Linked DNA regions of Mus musculus: all the other regions are linked to region 4. The links are chromatin contacts, called in public HiCAR-type and promoter capture Hi-C maps. All regions are on one chromosome and are shown on one strand. The core of a region is the stretch at or near the end of the contact, and the rest is flanking DNA. Distances in the headings are between cores, read along the strand shown. Region 1 holds the start of Rtp2 (receptor transporter protein 2). Region 2 holds the start of Rfc4 (replication factor C (activator 1) 4). Region 3 holds the start of Rtp1 (receptor transporter protein 1). Region 4 holds the start of A230028O05Rik (RIKEN cDNA A230028O05 gene).

The links. Promoter capture Hi-C pulls out the DNA fragments that hold promoters and counts their contacts. HiCAR-type assays count read pairs that join an accessible place to other places.
Region 1: a contact with region 4 is called in a promoter capture Hi-C map of embryonic stem cells, with 5 times the contacts expected there. The contact joins the promoter of Rtp2 here to the promoter of A230028O05Rik in region 4. A contact is called at or near these places in 4 of 39 promoter capture datasets (the C10 cell line, embryonic stem cells, liver and 1 more), 1 of 115 datasets of contacts at active chromatin or transcription factors (embryonic stem cells) and 2 of 9 other capture datasets (adipose tissue and macrophages).
Region 2: a contact with region 4 is called in a promoter capture Hi-C map of embryonic stem cells, with 4 times the contacts expected there. The contact joins the promoter of Rfc4 here to the promoter of A230028O05Rik in region 4. A contact is called at or near these places in 7 of 39 promoter capture datasets (the HPC-7 cell line, embryonic stem cells, liver and 3 more), 2 of 115 datasets of contacts at active chromatin or transcription factors (astrocytes and pancreatic cancer cells) and 2 of 9 other capture datasets (adipose tissue and liver).
Region 3: a contact with region 4 is called in a HiCAR-type map of astrocytes, with 2.4 times the contacts expected there. The contact joins the promoter of Rtp1 here to the promoter of A230028O05Rik in region 4. A contact is called at or near these places in 3 of 39 promoter capture datasets (hippocampal neurons, liver and stem cell-derived epiblast-like cells), 2 of 115 datasets of contacts at active chromatin or transcription factors (astrocytes and embryonic stem cells) and 1 of 9 other capture datasets (liver).

What each region holds. Positions count from the first base shown.
Region 1 is chr16:23,928,493-23,932,081 of GRCm38.p6, forward strand. It overlaps Rtp2 (receptor transporter protein 2), which reads right to left and starts at 2,302. Exons shown (of 2, transcript NM_001008230.3): 1 at 2,043-2,302. The coding sequence starts at 2,206.
Region 2 is chr16:23,125,771-23,129,625 of GRCm38.p6, forward strand. Rfc4 (replication factor C (activator 1) 4) reads right to left here and starts at 1,960. Exons shown (of 11, transcript NM_145480.1): 1 at 1,915-1,960; 2 at 1,630-1,771. The coding sequence starts at 1,760.
Region 3 is chr16:23,427,790-23,431,461 of GRCm38.p6, forward strand. Rtp1 (receptor transporter protein 1) reads left to right here and starts at 1,344. Exons shown (of 2, transcript NM_001004151.2): 1 at 1,344-1,661; 2 at 3,370-3,672. The coding sequence starts at 1,390.
Region 4 is chr16:25,057,759-25,061,403 of GRCm38.p6, forward strand. A230028O05Rik (RIKEN cDNA A230028O05 gene) reads left to right here and starts at 1,881. Exons shown (of 3, transcript NR_040374.1): 1 at 1,881-2,045.

The DNA.
Region 1 (3,589 bases), core at 1,052-3,551, 1.1 Mb before region 4:
ACCAGTCATCCCTGTGCACCAGAGCAGTGTGGTGTAAGAATGGGGAAAGCAGACTTTGTTCTCTAATATACCTACCCACAGCCCATCTGTCACATGGGCTGCTTTGTCTGATCTGGACTCCTGTAGCCTGGGTCTCAGAAAGCATGGAGAGAGGTTGCCTGGGGCTCACCCGCCAAGCCCAGCTCCTCCTGGCTTTCCATACCTTCCTTACATATCTTCTGTGATGGAACACTCCTTTAAACTCCAGGGAGGCTCCGTATGCCCCTGTAATGGCCTCTTGTGAGCCCGGTTACAAAGGCTTCAGAGGAGTTCACATGTCCACTGGGCTGAGTCTGCCCTTATTCCTGCCTCTGCCTGAGTCCATTGCACCAATGGCCGTGAACGACCTCTGATGAAGAACTCAATTCAACACAAGAAGCACCAACTGTATTTTAAACACTATTCAGCCACTGTGAAGGGGCAGTAGAACCAAGCCAGCTTCTGGACCTCTGAAAGTCACTGACAATGTGGGCAGAGAACAAAACCCGCAGCACCTAACACATGGTCAAAAGGGCAGAGGTGTCTGATAGGTCCTGGATGGGGAAGATTCCACTCATTTTCCCTATACTGAGCGAGTACTCAGGCCCAATACTTAGTACATCTGAAAGATCAATATCAAATAAGCATGTACACAGAATGACTGGGGCAGCTATGACCCAGCCCTTTCTGTGGCCGGCTGGGACCAAGCCCAAGGTGAGAAGACCTATGAGTCTTTGGAGATGTCCCTAAACTCCCCAAACCCCACACACCAGCCAGTTCCCAACTTTCTGCACTTTATCCCCCAGGAGGCTCAAATGCTTCATGCGTGCAGTCTCCCAAGTCTTTAAAATAAGCCAGTCTAGAACAACTTCCCTCCCTCAAGACAGACCCCATATCTCCAAAAGTATCAAACATTGGTGAGCATTTGGGACGTAGGGGAGGGGGGCTTGGGGGGGGGGAGGTGAGACTGAAGCATAGAAAATAGAGATCATGCAGCTACTTAGAGAGATTTCCACTGCCCAGCATTGATAACAGGAGACAACACAAACCAACCAACTATGCCCTGTCCTATGCTAACACATGCTCTATTTATTTGTTGGCAAGGCCTATGGTCAGCCTGCCTTTTTCTGCTCCCACCCACATGCTGTTGTCTACTCAAGAGGCTTCACATTCTTACAATATGGACAACCCAGCCATAATTTTTTCACACCTCCACAACACAGCCACCAGCTCGCCTGGGGGGGGGGGGGGCGCTGCACCACTGCAGGTGAGCTGGAGGCTGTCTGACCAAGAAACTGTGGCTCCCATCCCCCACCCCCATCATCTGTTTGTAAAAGGGAAACGATTTTAGAAGAGCCCCCAGGACACTCTGCATGGCAGAAGAGTGAGGAGCACTTAGGAGGATCTAGGGCAAGTGCTGCCTGAGGTCAGCAACTTGTCATCCACTGACAGTAGTGTTGGACGGGATTGGAGTAGTGTTTTAAGATGAGCTAAGATGAGCTCCCTTGCCTTGTAAATATGAAAACTGGGAACCAGAGAAAGAAGGGGACAAGGCCAAGTTCACAGAGCTATGGAACCAGGCTCTCAAATATACTATGTGATCAGTAACTTGTTCTGTCTTCATGTCTAGTTGCATTTGATTGAGCAGATGGACACCACAGCCGCCAAACACATATACCCCAACTTCTAGGTTGAGAATTCTGGAGATCCCCATTGTACCTCCTCTCCATTCTATCTATACTAGGCATCTGAATTTGCAGGGCTTTGAAGCCTTGCCAGTCTTGATTTTCTATGGAAAACTGAGACTCAAATGCAGGGCACAATTTGTTCCAAGGAACCAAGGAACCTGAACAACTGTGGTTAGAAACATAGCCTAGATGGTCCTTCTGGTGGTTCATTGCCTGCTTGTCACCTGAGCTGACCTGGTGAGACCTACCAGAGGCCCAGACTTGCAAAGTCTGTGACAGCCCCCATCCTTCTGGGGGAGGGAGGGCTTCCTGCACCTCCTCCCACCAGCCTCTCACCTGCCTGAGGCATGTTGCTCCAGGTACTGCTTCCAGCCAGGGCCCAGCTCATTGGGCTTGAGGGTGGGGTCTATGATGAGCTCCCAGCTGTCCGCTGGCTTGGCCACCTCCATCTTCTCGTAGAAGACCTTCTTCCACTCACAAGTGGTCAGGCTGGTGGACATGGTCCTGTTGGCTGGGATAGAAGGGTGAACTCAGCCCAAGGAAGAACAGAAAGCTTAGATAGATGCAGCCCAGGCAGTCTCTGTGGTCCAAAAAGCCTTACCCACAAGAGCCAGCTTCCTCTTTTGTCACCCTGGAACCTGTTACTATGACAGCCAGGCAGGTACCAGGAGCCAGGGATAGGGAGGAGGCAAGCCTCCAGGGAGAGTTCCAGGGTCCTGAGCCAGATTGCAGAGGCAAACTGAATTGTAATGCTGACTAGGTTGAGAAAGCAGAGAGAGGTGAGATCCAACCCATGGGCTGACGGAGGTTCCCCAGAGGACAAGGGCTATGTGGTGGCCCTTTTTCACCCCACTGCTCTTCCCTGCTTTCTCCAGCCATGTGCCATGGCAACCATAATACCCTAGGGACGTCAGCAGAAGCAGAATGGAGATATGGGACCTGATGCTCCCACACTCCTGATGCATTGTGGCCATTGTTTGCCATGTGCTAGCCACAAGCTACTTGATCTGTGTACTAGCCAAGACAGACCAGAAAGCAGGCTTCTGTAACCCCCAAGTGATCATCCACAATTCAGATCCAGGCCTTCCTAAATGATGTCTACCCCTTTAATTATCTCGAGCGTATTATGCTCCTAACATCGTGATGAAGGGAGACGCGACAAGTGACACGTCGCTCTCCCTTCGCTGGAGAATTCTCAATCCGGTTGGTGAGACAGAAGTAATTTAATACACTGTGAAAAGCTCAGTGATAACAGTTCACACTCCAGGGTTGCCACAGTCACTCCCTGCTCCCAGGGCTCGCGGAGGCTGCTGCTACGGGATCTAGTATCTTCCGAGCTGCAGGCTGAGCTACCTCAGCTGATGCAGAGCAGACAACAGAGAGCCGAGGCTTCCTGACGCCCAAGTTCTATTTTTTTACAGACCAGAGGCTGTGGATACCTGGTTCTGCCCCGGATATTGCGAGGTTTCTGCGATGTCTGTAGTCCATCACCTGTCACTTCTTTAACCTGAAGCTCTGGCTTCTAGGGCTGTGGAGACAGCGAAAGTAGGCAGAACTAAAAAGGGTAGCTAGGTGCCGGAAGTTATCAGTGCTGGGTTCCAGATTTGTCATGCGCCTCCATATGGTCTCTGTGTGGGATAGGGTTAGGAGGATGGCCACTGAACATCCTTCAACTCAGAGAAGTGCTCTTCCACTAGCTTTGTGTTAACCTATAGAAGTACAAGTCTGTGCTGTAAGGCCATCAAGAACTACTGATTTCCGGTTTCCTTATTGGCCTCGATTTAAATTCCCAAACCCCAGCCCTCCTTCCCTTTTTCTTTTTCTTATTTTTTATTTATTTACTTTTTTGGAAGGGTTTCACTATGTAGCCTTGGCTGGCATGG
Region 2 (3,855 bases), core at 710-3,209, 1.9 Mb before region 4:
AGAGCACCCGCTGCTCTTCTAGAGGACCTGGGCTCAATTCCCAGAGCCCACATGGTAGCTCACAACTATTTATAACTCTAGTTCTATGGTATTTGGCGCCTTTTTCTAGCCTCTATGGGCATTCGGTACACACATGGAACACAGGCAATATATGTGTAGGCCAAACACTCAAACACATTAACTAGAAACAATTTAAAATTTTTTATTTGTTTTGTGTGTGTGTGTGTGTGCCTGTGGGCAACACATACAGATGATGTAAAGGGAACAAATATCAGAGGTCACGTCTCTCCTTCTACTACCGTGTTCGGGGACCAAACTCATGTTGTCAGGTTTCTACATCAAGTGTTTTTACCCACTGAGCCCTTTTATTGGCCCCAAATTCTCTGATCCACACCAGCGTAATTAATCAGGTTGGTACTGGGCAAGAATCATTGCGTGTGCTATAAAGGTCTGCCAGGATGAGGCAGGTAACAGTGAAACCGTCCAAGGATGTATGACAGGCACGTGGTGATGAAGGCTTCTCCAAAGGAGAGGCAGCATAAAAGTGAGCAAATGTGAGAGCTTGGAGCCAGAGCCGTCTGACTGGAGAAGCTGAACCCTAGGTCCTCCCTTCCCCACCTCCTTGTTAAAAAAAAAATTATATATATATATATATATATATATATATATATACATATACATATATATATATACACACACATACATACACACACATGCATACATATACACACATAGATAGATAGATAGGTAGGTAGGTAGGTAGTTTTGGAGTGGTAAGATGGCTCAGCAGGCAAAGGCACTTACTGCCAAGTCTGATGATCCAAGTTTGACACACGGAATACACAGGGCAGCTAAGAACTTACTCCACCTGGGAGTCGAAGCATGCTTGTGATGGCATGCATCCTCCTTCCTCAACGATAAATTTTAAACATGTGAAAACTATAGATCTATGGGCCGGAGTATAGAACAGTGGTAGAGTGCTTGCCTAGATTAAGGTTAGCGAGATTCCCAACAGGTAAGTGCGAGCTTTCAAAGCCCGATGATCTGAATGGGACCACCACTTGCTTTGCTGCGGGGACGGCTATGGGATGAGTTGGGGGCAGGAAGAGGGGTGATATAGATGAAGTACTCATATTTGAACTTCTCAATAATATTGAAACAGCAAAATAACACACACGAGGACCTTGTTTGACTTGTAAATAACCTGAAGATCCTTAGTGATCAAAGAGGTTCCACGTAGCTGACGGTTCTAGTATCATCTAGCAAATGACAATGTAGTGGTACTTAACATCAACAACAAGATCCCAACAAATTTCACCATATACATACAAGGATAAAAGTCAGATTTCAGTGGAAGTGTTTATAGCCAGCTCACAGAAACATTGCTTTCTTCGTTTCTGTAGGGCTCTAAAACTGTACACTTTATAAACATCTTAGGTCATCTATATAACTAAAGAATTAAATTCAACTACTGTATCACTCCAAGGACTAAGACTTATTATTGGGTGATACCGCGTCCCCCTACCCCTCAAAGGTGTGATCTAAATATAGCAAAGTCCCCCTTACATTAAAAAAAAAACCCCACTAGCACTTATTAGTTATTTCAACAAAAGTACAAGCAGTTCTTACTATTTTTCCACCCAAGGAACTGGTTTGACTTTCTTGGTTTCTCCACTGCTTCCTGCAGTGGCAGGTGTCCCCCGGTCCTTGGTCAGTTGTGCTTTGGCACTGACAGATGTGCCTTTCAGAAATGCCTGCATGGCTTCTTCTCCTGGGTATAAGACAAAAAGAAACCATTATGGGGCAGCTCCCCTTGAAAGGACCCCTAACTTTGTGCCTAGAGGGAAGGCGGAGGTCACATCCCGGTCCCCGCCAGCCTGTAAAAGGCTGAGAACACTCAGACCCATCACTTACAGTCGTCACCGTCCCCCTGGCACCGCGGTTCCCGCCACAGAACGGCGGCGAAAGGCATGGCGGGAGCGCGCCACGCAATAACGTCACTTCCGGCGCGCGGGTGCCAGTGACGCGCTCCCTTTTTGGCTAGCGGTGGCTAAGCTCGGCTTCTGGGTGCATCTGGGGCGTTCCGCGGAGGTGATCCTGTGTAGACTCCGCGGCCAGACCTCGGCCCAGCAGACACTGCAGAGCGCGGTCGGGGAGGAGCCGACCTAAGGAGAAAGCTTTGCTCGAAGGACCGGGCCTAGGGCGGGCCCACGCTGGGAGAGGCTTTCATTAAGCCAGTGGCTTCTTGGGTTTGCTGCCATCGTCCGTCAGCCCGGAGGTCAGGGCCAAGACGTGCTCACTTGACCCTTCGCCGGAAGGGGACACTGTGCGAACTACTGCCCTGCCCCCGATATTCAAGGACACAGAGCAAACTGCTTTTTAGAAGTGAAGCTAGAGAGAAGGCTCAGCGGTTTAAGAGCATTCACTGCTTTTGTGGAGGACTTCGGTTTGATACTTGGGGTTTTGATAGCCATCTGGTGGCTCACAACTGGAACTCCAGTTCAGGGGTCCAACGTTCCCTTCAGGGCTGCAGACCCTGAATACGTGTGCTGCACGTACTTGCACGCAAGCGGAATACTTAAACACACACAGCCCGGGACAGATGTCTTACAGTCAGTAAAATCAGCTTATTGTAGGGAGGGAGGACCATCTTCTATGGGCATTTTGTAATTCCCGAGACCCACTCAAAAACCTCGTGATCGGGCAGGAGATAAACTCATCAGTTAAAAGGACTTGCTGCTTTCCCAGAGGACTGGAGTTTGCGTTCCAGCATCTTGGGGGGGGGGGGGGGTGGACCAAGCGAAAAAGAAAGAATTTGAAAGCTTTGTAGTATATACCAACTGTCAGCAGACAGCTTGTCCTGTGAAGGATTTACTAGTCCAAATGAATCTTTCAGTTCTTAGCCAGCCTCTGCCCTTAGATGTCCTCATGTTAGCATAATAAGTTCCTAGTGTAGCTTTGGTAGCAGAGGTGGTTGTCACACGAGTCCAACAGCGACGACTGCTCCAGTAACTGCATTGCTGGGAGCTGAACTTGCCAGCCACAGGAGTGAAAGATAGTCACCCTTCCTGGATAGAACCCCTGAGCCCTCAGGGGGTTCAACTAACCTTTGCCCTACAGTGGATGAAATGTCATTGTTTCCACCAGAAGTAGAATTTGTCTAATTGTGCTCATTTTCTAGAACCAAAATTCTAAAAGGCTGCATTTCATCAGAAGCCTGTGCAGGGTTTGGCAGAAGTACACTTTCAGTCCCAAAACAGACCTACAAGGTCAGAATCTCTGGTGTCTGGGACTATGTATTTATAAGGTCTGTGGTTAGTGGACATAATGTTTCTGCTTCCTCCAAACCTCAGATGGAAAACCTCAATGTAATCAATCCCCGGTGTTGTCCTCAGTAATTCCAGGGTTAATGCTATAACAAGAGACTTTGTTCTTTTCGGTTTTCGTTCCCCCTTGAGATGGTTCTGCAAGAGATCCTACCAGATGGTGCTTAAGCTTAAACTTGCCAGATTTAAGAACTGGGATTCCAGTAGAGGGGCTGAAGAGATGGCTCAGCGGTTAAGAGCACTGACCTCTTTCCAGAGGTCTTGAGTTCAATTCCCAGAAACCACATGGTGGCTCACAACCATCTGTCATGGAATCTGAAGCCCTCTTCTGGTGTGTCTAAAGACAGCTGCAGTTTGAAGATGAGCTACGGTGTACCCGTATACATAAAAAAAAGTCTTCAGAACAAAACAAAACTAAGCATAGCTGGGCGTGGGGGTGGCATGTGCCTTAAATCCAGCATTTGGGAGGCTGAGGTAGAGGCAGTTGATCTGAGGACAGCCTGGTCTACAGAGCGAGTTCCAGAACCAG
Region 3 (3,672 bases), core at 94-2,593, 1.6 Mb before region 4:
GGCTTGGAGGCAGTAAGGGAGAAAGCAGAGGTCAGCAGAGCAATACATCATACTGCCAGCCTCAGGACACAGTGACACATGTAGCCTCAGCCAGGACAGGCCCTGAGCCCAGTTCCATCTGGTGACCTCCTTCCATGCAGGGTGGAGCCTGTCTCTACCTCCCAAGCCATCTGCACACTTAGCCTCTGTCCTGACTCTCCCTGTGCAAGGTCAGCCCCACAGGGCCATCTTTAACCCTTTCCCCAGAGCCTGATCCAGTCCTTGCTTATCCTAGTAGATAGACCTACCTTCTACCCCTACTCCCTGCACAATCACTTTTACCATTTCTCATGTCCCCTTCATAGCAAGTTCTCTGGGAACTTTTTATTCCTTGCCTCCCTTGAGCCAGCATCCCTTGTTTAAACTTCGCTCCTTTTTTGGCCCCATTTTGTAGTCTCCCTGATTGGTCTGAATGCCTTCCCAATTTGGTTAGCGAGTTTGCCTTCTTAGGCTCCTGCTCTGTTTTATTTATTGTCGAATATTTCCAATGCTCTGAATCAAAGTGAATAAGAAGAGTTATTTTATTGTTAAAGATGTAAACAGTCTACAGGTTCATATATGCAGGCAGTGTTGCCTCAGATGTTTTTCTGCTGCTCTTCTGTAACGGACTTGGAAGGAGTCCTGTCTCACTGCCTGGCTGATGCAACAGCTACTACCTTTGTGCACAGGTGGCTGCTCTTTTAAGTGGTTCTCACAATGTGGAACTCAATACGTTATTGTGACCTGATATACATCCAGTTACAAGCACTTTGTGTAGGGCTTGACACATCAATATCCTTGAAATAGAAGAAATGAATGGGTTAGAATGGCTCATCATCAACTCTGCTGTTTATAGGGTAAGGTAAGTCTGAGGTTCCATATTGGTAGGGTGAATATGATTTATGAGATCTCAGATGATGTGTATCAATTGGGGGGGGGGTTTCAGGTACAAGATAGGCAGACGGAGACTACATTATGGTTCTACCTACTAACAAGTGTACATCTTCCCATCCCTTATTTCTCCTTGGCTCCCTAAGGCATAGTGGTTACCATAGCAGCCAGGTGCTGATGATGCCTCCAGGGTACAGCAAGGTAAAATTGAGCCAGCTCTTAAGTCCTTACTTTGCCATGCTGTTGCAGGCCAAGGTGAAATGGTCTGAAGTCTAGCCTTTTGTCAGGCCCCCAAACTATCTTGGATCATTTAGCCTCCTAAACCTTGCTTCTGTAGACTGCAATCAGGGCTCTGGAATACCCTTCCAGAGACTCTCCTCCCCAGGTTGTGTCTCCTGGCACTCTGCCTGGTTGCCTTGGAGATAGGTTCCACTGCGGACAAAGGAGGGAGCTGGGTCCTGCTTCCTCCTGATCCTGCCGATGAGGATTTTTAGACCGTGGAGACTGCGCTGCCCTGCCTTACACTTACCCTCTTTCCCCACGTTCTCTATAAAGTGTAGTTTGCCTCCTCTTCCCACTGACGAAGACATGTGTAAGAGTGTGACCACAGGTGAGTGGAAGAAGGTCTTCTACGAGAAGATGGAGGAGGTGAAGCCAGCGGACAGCTGGGACTTCATCATAGACCCCAACCTCAAGCACAATGTGTTGGCCCCTGGCTGGAAGCAGTACCTGGAACTTCATGCCTCAGGCAGGTGAGTAGCCCAGCAATAAGGAGCCCGAAGGTAGCCTCTGGAACCTTACTTAGCCTGGGGCATCTTCTACGGAGAGAGGACAAACAGAACCCATGCTTGCTGGGTCTCACTGTTAGGCCAAGGTAAACTAGAAGACAGGTAGTCCCTCAAAGGAGGTGGGGACCCTCAGTGTGAGTCTAGGCTTTCTGCTGATTGCAGGAGAACTTCTCTTCTTGTGGCTTCTCCACTTGGCAAATAAAGAGGTGGATCATACTTATGAGTTTCTGACTCTTGACAGCTTACACATTTTTAGATTTCAATGATGTCTTTAAGAGTAGCTGTGAACTGAGAGAAGAGGGGCTTAGGTTCACCAGGGCTCAAGGGAATCTGTGCTCTTGTATTGGGGATGTTTACTGGTTAATTCTGGTTAATTCAGCCCCATTTGGTTTAAAACAGTGAACACACGAGTCATGTTAGAAACTAACTCTGCGGTGTCTCCATGACACTTGAGCAATCCACCCCCCTCTCTGGGTTATGCTTTCTCCACTTGCTGAATGAAGGGCTATCCTAGAGCTTCACCTTCTGCTCCAGGCATGAATGATGGTGACAATTATCTAGAATTTGTTATGGCTGCTGAGTATTGGACCCTTTCCAGATTCAGCTAAGTACCCAAATTTTAGAAGGCTCCCACGTGATTTGTAGGTACAAAGATACCCGAGAATAGCTACATTCTAGTCCGTGGGTCCGGTCGATGGGTTTATTTTAAGTCTTTACTTTGGGGGCCTGAGTGAGGGCAGAAAGGTAGTACAGGTGTCTGGGTTAAAAGCGAAGGCCTCCCTGCTTAGCTTGGCTCATTCTCAAGTCGTCTCCTGCCAGCATTGCTGGACGCTGATTCTGACTCTCAGTAAATAAATGTGTGTACACCAAGGGCTCTTATGCTGTGTCTTGAACCAAAATGAACGATAGGTGATTTCTGTGGCCCCTACAGTTCTGACATGGCCTGAGTGAGGGAAATAGCTGCTAAATATGTGAATAAACCCAATGGCTAAAATGAAAACATGGGGCGCCTGGATCAGATGGTAGGAGGGTGCTGCTTCCCAGAGGTTCTTGTAGGGTAGGGTGGGAAGGATTTGTGGCTAACTTGGACTTGGTCACTGACTTGTGAATCCCTGCTGGCCTTAGTCAGTGGGAGATTCTGGCCCCTGGGGGAAGGTGGGTCATGTTGTTCTCACAGTGCCTCCACTTCCAGGACGTGGGAATGCATTAGCTCTGGGCCAGTGCTAGCCTGTTCAGTGTTGACAGGCTTCTGTATCTATTAGCCTGCAAAATTCAGATTTGCTATTGGACTTCCACACAGTATAGGCAGAGAGGGCTCACTTAATGTACCCAGAGCATTTTATAGATGAAGAATGAATTCATCAGAATTGGGATGAGGGACAAGGCCTGAAGGAACCAGGCTGAAGGGAGACTCGGACTCTGGAAAGCAACTAGGGAGCAAACCATTACTAGATGCCCGATGGCAAGTCTGGGAGACTGCTCTTGTCCCTTGGGCACTCACATAGAGCAAGGAGGATGGCGTCCTGGGGAAACTAATGGACCCTGGGGACTGTCAACACACCGCCCTACCTCCGGGCTCTGTTTTTGTCAGCATCCACATCTCCTCACCCTTTCCTGGCCTGTTTCCTCCCTCCACATGACCCTCTCTTCTTTTTCTTTCCACCGCTGGCAGGTTCCACTGTTCCTGGTGCTGGCACACCTGGCAGTCACCCCATGTAGTCATCCTCTTCCACATGTACCTGGACAAGGCTCAGCGCGCTGGTTCGGTGCGCATGCGTGTGTTCAAGCAGCTCTGCTACGAGTGCGGTACAGCACGGCTGGATGAGTCCAGCATGCTGGAGGAGAACATCGAAAGCCTGGTGGACAACCTCATCACCAGTTTGCGAGAGCAGTGCTACGGGGAGCGTGGTGGCCACTACCGCATCCATGTGGCCAGCCGGCAGGACAACCGGCGACACCGCGGAGAGTTCTGCGA
Region 4 (3,645 bases), core at 631-3,130:
TAAGTTTAAAATGGTCAGCAAAGGTGAGGTGGAACTTGTGGGCCTAGGTGGTGAGACGGACAGCCTTTCTATTTAAGGCCAGATGCACTGGCTGGGTTTAGAGATGTTTAGAGAAAAATAACAGTTCTCTACACCCAGATTCATAAGTGTGGACAAAACTGGTATGGTGATGTGGGGACCAGAGAGCAAATAATCAGATTGCTCACAGCAATATTTCTCTGTGACTGAGTGGGCTTGTGGTCGGATCTAAGAAAGAAGTAAGTGTGTTGACCTCAACTCAGGATGCAGACAGGCCCACTTTGGGCTCTCTCCATACAGACTCACCATCAGATGACCATGAGCCAGTCATTTCCTCCCTCCAAGACTCTTCAAGGACTCCATCAAATGGGCATGAGGCTCCATTGTGCTTATGCAGACTGCAGTTGGTCATCAAGGTCATGGAAAGTCTTGGCTAGCTGTGAGTGTGAACCCGAGGTGGGTGTAAGACGCTGACAGGGAAGGAAGTTTTGCCCCCTCTGTAGTTCCTCACAGGGCATTGTGCTGACAGAGCCGTAACAGATTGACTCATACAGAACACTAGGGAAAATGGGCATGATTGCCAGTTCCTAGGCCTGGAACTGGCTTCAGCTGGTTTACTGGTGGGATTCAGGGATGGGAGGTGCAACGGGTAGGTGCCACACTCAGGAAAGAGGGGTATTCTAGAAGGAGGGGTGTTCTTCCGTGCCAGAGGTTCAGGATGGGAGACGTTAAGCTCCAGTCTGGGCAGGCAGAGGAAGGGGCTGGCAGGACCCCATGCTTCTCTTTAGCTTCACACTGACTTCCCGCTCTCACAGACACGTCTCAAAACTCTGTCTCAGCCTCCGTTTCTCCAGCTGTAAATTGCAAAGACCCTACTTTTCAACATTTTGAGAAAGGCCTAGTACCCTCTCTCATCTACTCTGCGAGACTACTAAGGAGTGGTGAAGTTGTTCCAATAGTCGCTTGGTTTCTGCCCTGAGCTCAAGTTCTTTTAAGCCAGTTCTGGAATCCTTTGGGTGGTGGAGCGCACAAGGATTCCTGTGTGTCAGTAAGTGAGCGTACGTGACAGAGGGCTTTTAAATGAATCACTTTGTATATAGCAGGGCCGCACCTGCTCCTCAGACTCTGAAGGCAGTGCGAGCAACAAGATCATTCAAAAGCGCCGCTTTCCATTCAGGTCTATAATTAGCCAGCAGGCTGTTCACCCCTGGAGCTGCTGGGACGGGCCTGGGGCAGCCTGGAGGGGCGGAGCCGAGCCCCTAGGCCCGCCCCTTGGATTCCTCCTCCCGCTGTCCTGTCGGGTCTCCGGTTGTTCTCCCCACCCCCATCTGCGTTCTGGACCGTGCCGGGCTCTACGGGGCAGGATTCCTGGAGGACAGGGCCTGTCCACCCTCCTTTCGGGCTCCCTCTCCAGCTAAGAAGCCCCTCGAGGGATGCGACTCCCCTGGAGCAGCTGTATTTAGAGTGGCATCCTCTTCCCCGCCAGCCGGCTTCTGCGTCCCGCTCTCGGGGCTACCGCCCGCTCACCCCGCCCAGCTCTCCGGGCCCCTCCCAGCCGCCTCTCCCTCTTTGTCGCATTACATAGTAATCTGAGATGCATTGGATGGGCTCCAGGGAACAGAATGTACTTGGCAGAGGCGCGGGGCTTGATGTCTGCAAAATGTCGGAAACTCAGCCAAGAGCTGCTAACTGGGTCATTAACCTCCAAAAGCGAAGCGAGGGCTGTAGGCCCTCTCTGCCTCCCTTCATCTCGCCAATAAAAGTGCCTCAGTGTGAAGGAAAGAAAAAGCCCAAGGTTGGCTGCTTTGATTTCTAGGCACTGAAGGCAGACCGGTCTCCTCCCCCTGCCCGCGCCCCAGCTCCTCCCGGCTGCCTTTCTGTTCGGAACCAAGAGTTTACAAGTGGCCTTTCAAAGGCCCAGCAGCCCTGCAGGGCCAAGCTGCAGCATCTGTGAAGATGTTACCCTCCGCCCTTCCCAACCGCACAGCCTCAGACCCATTTTCTCCCCCCTGGGTTGCGAGGGAGGGGTAAGTTTGGAGGTGGGGCGAAGAAGAAAGTTCTAGTTTAGTCCTTCGGCACTATTCTGCTCCTCCCCCTTTCTGCTTGCTACTCCTCTTCCTTCTACCCTTCCCCTCCTTCCTGCTGGAAAGCTTACGGTGCTCCATATACAAAGCCTGGCTGATGAGCTCCTGGCAGCAGCTGTCAATCCTTTCTCTGCCTGTTAACTGTTACCTGTTCTCAACCTACCTCACCAGTTGGTCTTAAGGACCAAAGGAGAAAGTCCCTCTTTGATCCTGTGACCTTCAGGTCTCTAAAAGCCTAAGGTCTCTAAAGTCCAAAGGAACTCCGGACTTGTAAGTCCTGGAAAGTAAGCAGAGAAAGAGTCTCCCAAAGGCGAAATATCAAAAAGGGAGAGCCACTAAAATCCACCCCCTTCAGATTTCTGGCCATGTTGGACTGCCAAAAAGGTACTTCCTGTGATCATCCAAACCCATTTCTCCGTGGCTAGAGACTCAGGGAGAATTTGGTAGTGAAACCCGGAAGTGGTGTCTTCCTCAGATGAGAGTCCTTGATGGAGAGAGAAGACCACTTGCCCAGCAGAGACAAAGCAAACCCGGGGAGGGGAGAATTGACTTGGCGAATCATACTTAGAAACAGATGTCAGCTTGTCTACACAGTAGGCCAAACCCAGCCCGGGGTGCCCATGTCATTCTTGCCGCGGTCTATGGCAGGCATATCCGATTGACCCTGCCTTTCCCTGAGCATCCCACAGAGGCTAGTTTCTGGGCTTGATGACCTCTGCCTGACTTCCTACTGCCATGCCTCAGTTCCTCTGTAGCCATCAAATCTCAACTTGGGTGCCCCCACCTCTCTTGCTGCCTTCTTTCAGTTTTTCTGAGAGATTTACTAATGTCCTCCAGATAACCAGTCCCTTTGTGCCTGTGTTAAGTCTCTTGTATGGGATATAAGTTATTATATAGTTATTGCTCCATGGGTAGAACTCATTCCTTGTCAATATCAACACCGATGGCAAAGGCCACCCAGCACCCACCCTTCTTGATTTGCCTTCTCTTTGTTTAGGTAGGCCTTCTATCTATCTATCTATCTATCTATCTATCTATCTATCTATCTATCTATCTATCTATCTAATATTACATATATTTTATAATAATTACATATAATTTATAGACAGGGATTATCTGTGTAGCCCTGGCTGTCCTGGAACTCGCTCTGTAGACCAGGCTGGCTTTTGACTCAGGGATCTGCCTGCCTCTGCCATCTTAGTGACGGGATTAAAGGTGTGTGCCACCACAGCCTGGAGTCCTGAATAGCTTCCTTCATCACGCTAAAATGTCTGGCTTGGGTTGCATTTTATGTAGTCACCTTACTGAGGGCCTTTATGTGAGTGTCTGGCTTGGTAAAAGTCATAGCTTGCCTTGAGGGCTGTCCTGGGGCTGGCCAACCCTTCTGTTCTCACCAGTCTTCTGGAGGCAGGCTTCCATATACTCTCTTCTTCCTCCCTTGAGATAGCCTCAGGGCAGGAAAAGCCGCATTTTCTTTTTGACAAGTTTTCCCGGGATTTCTTAATACTCTGATTCCACAAGAAGTAGCTCACCACAGCTCTTC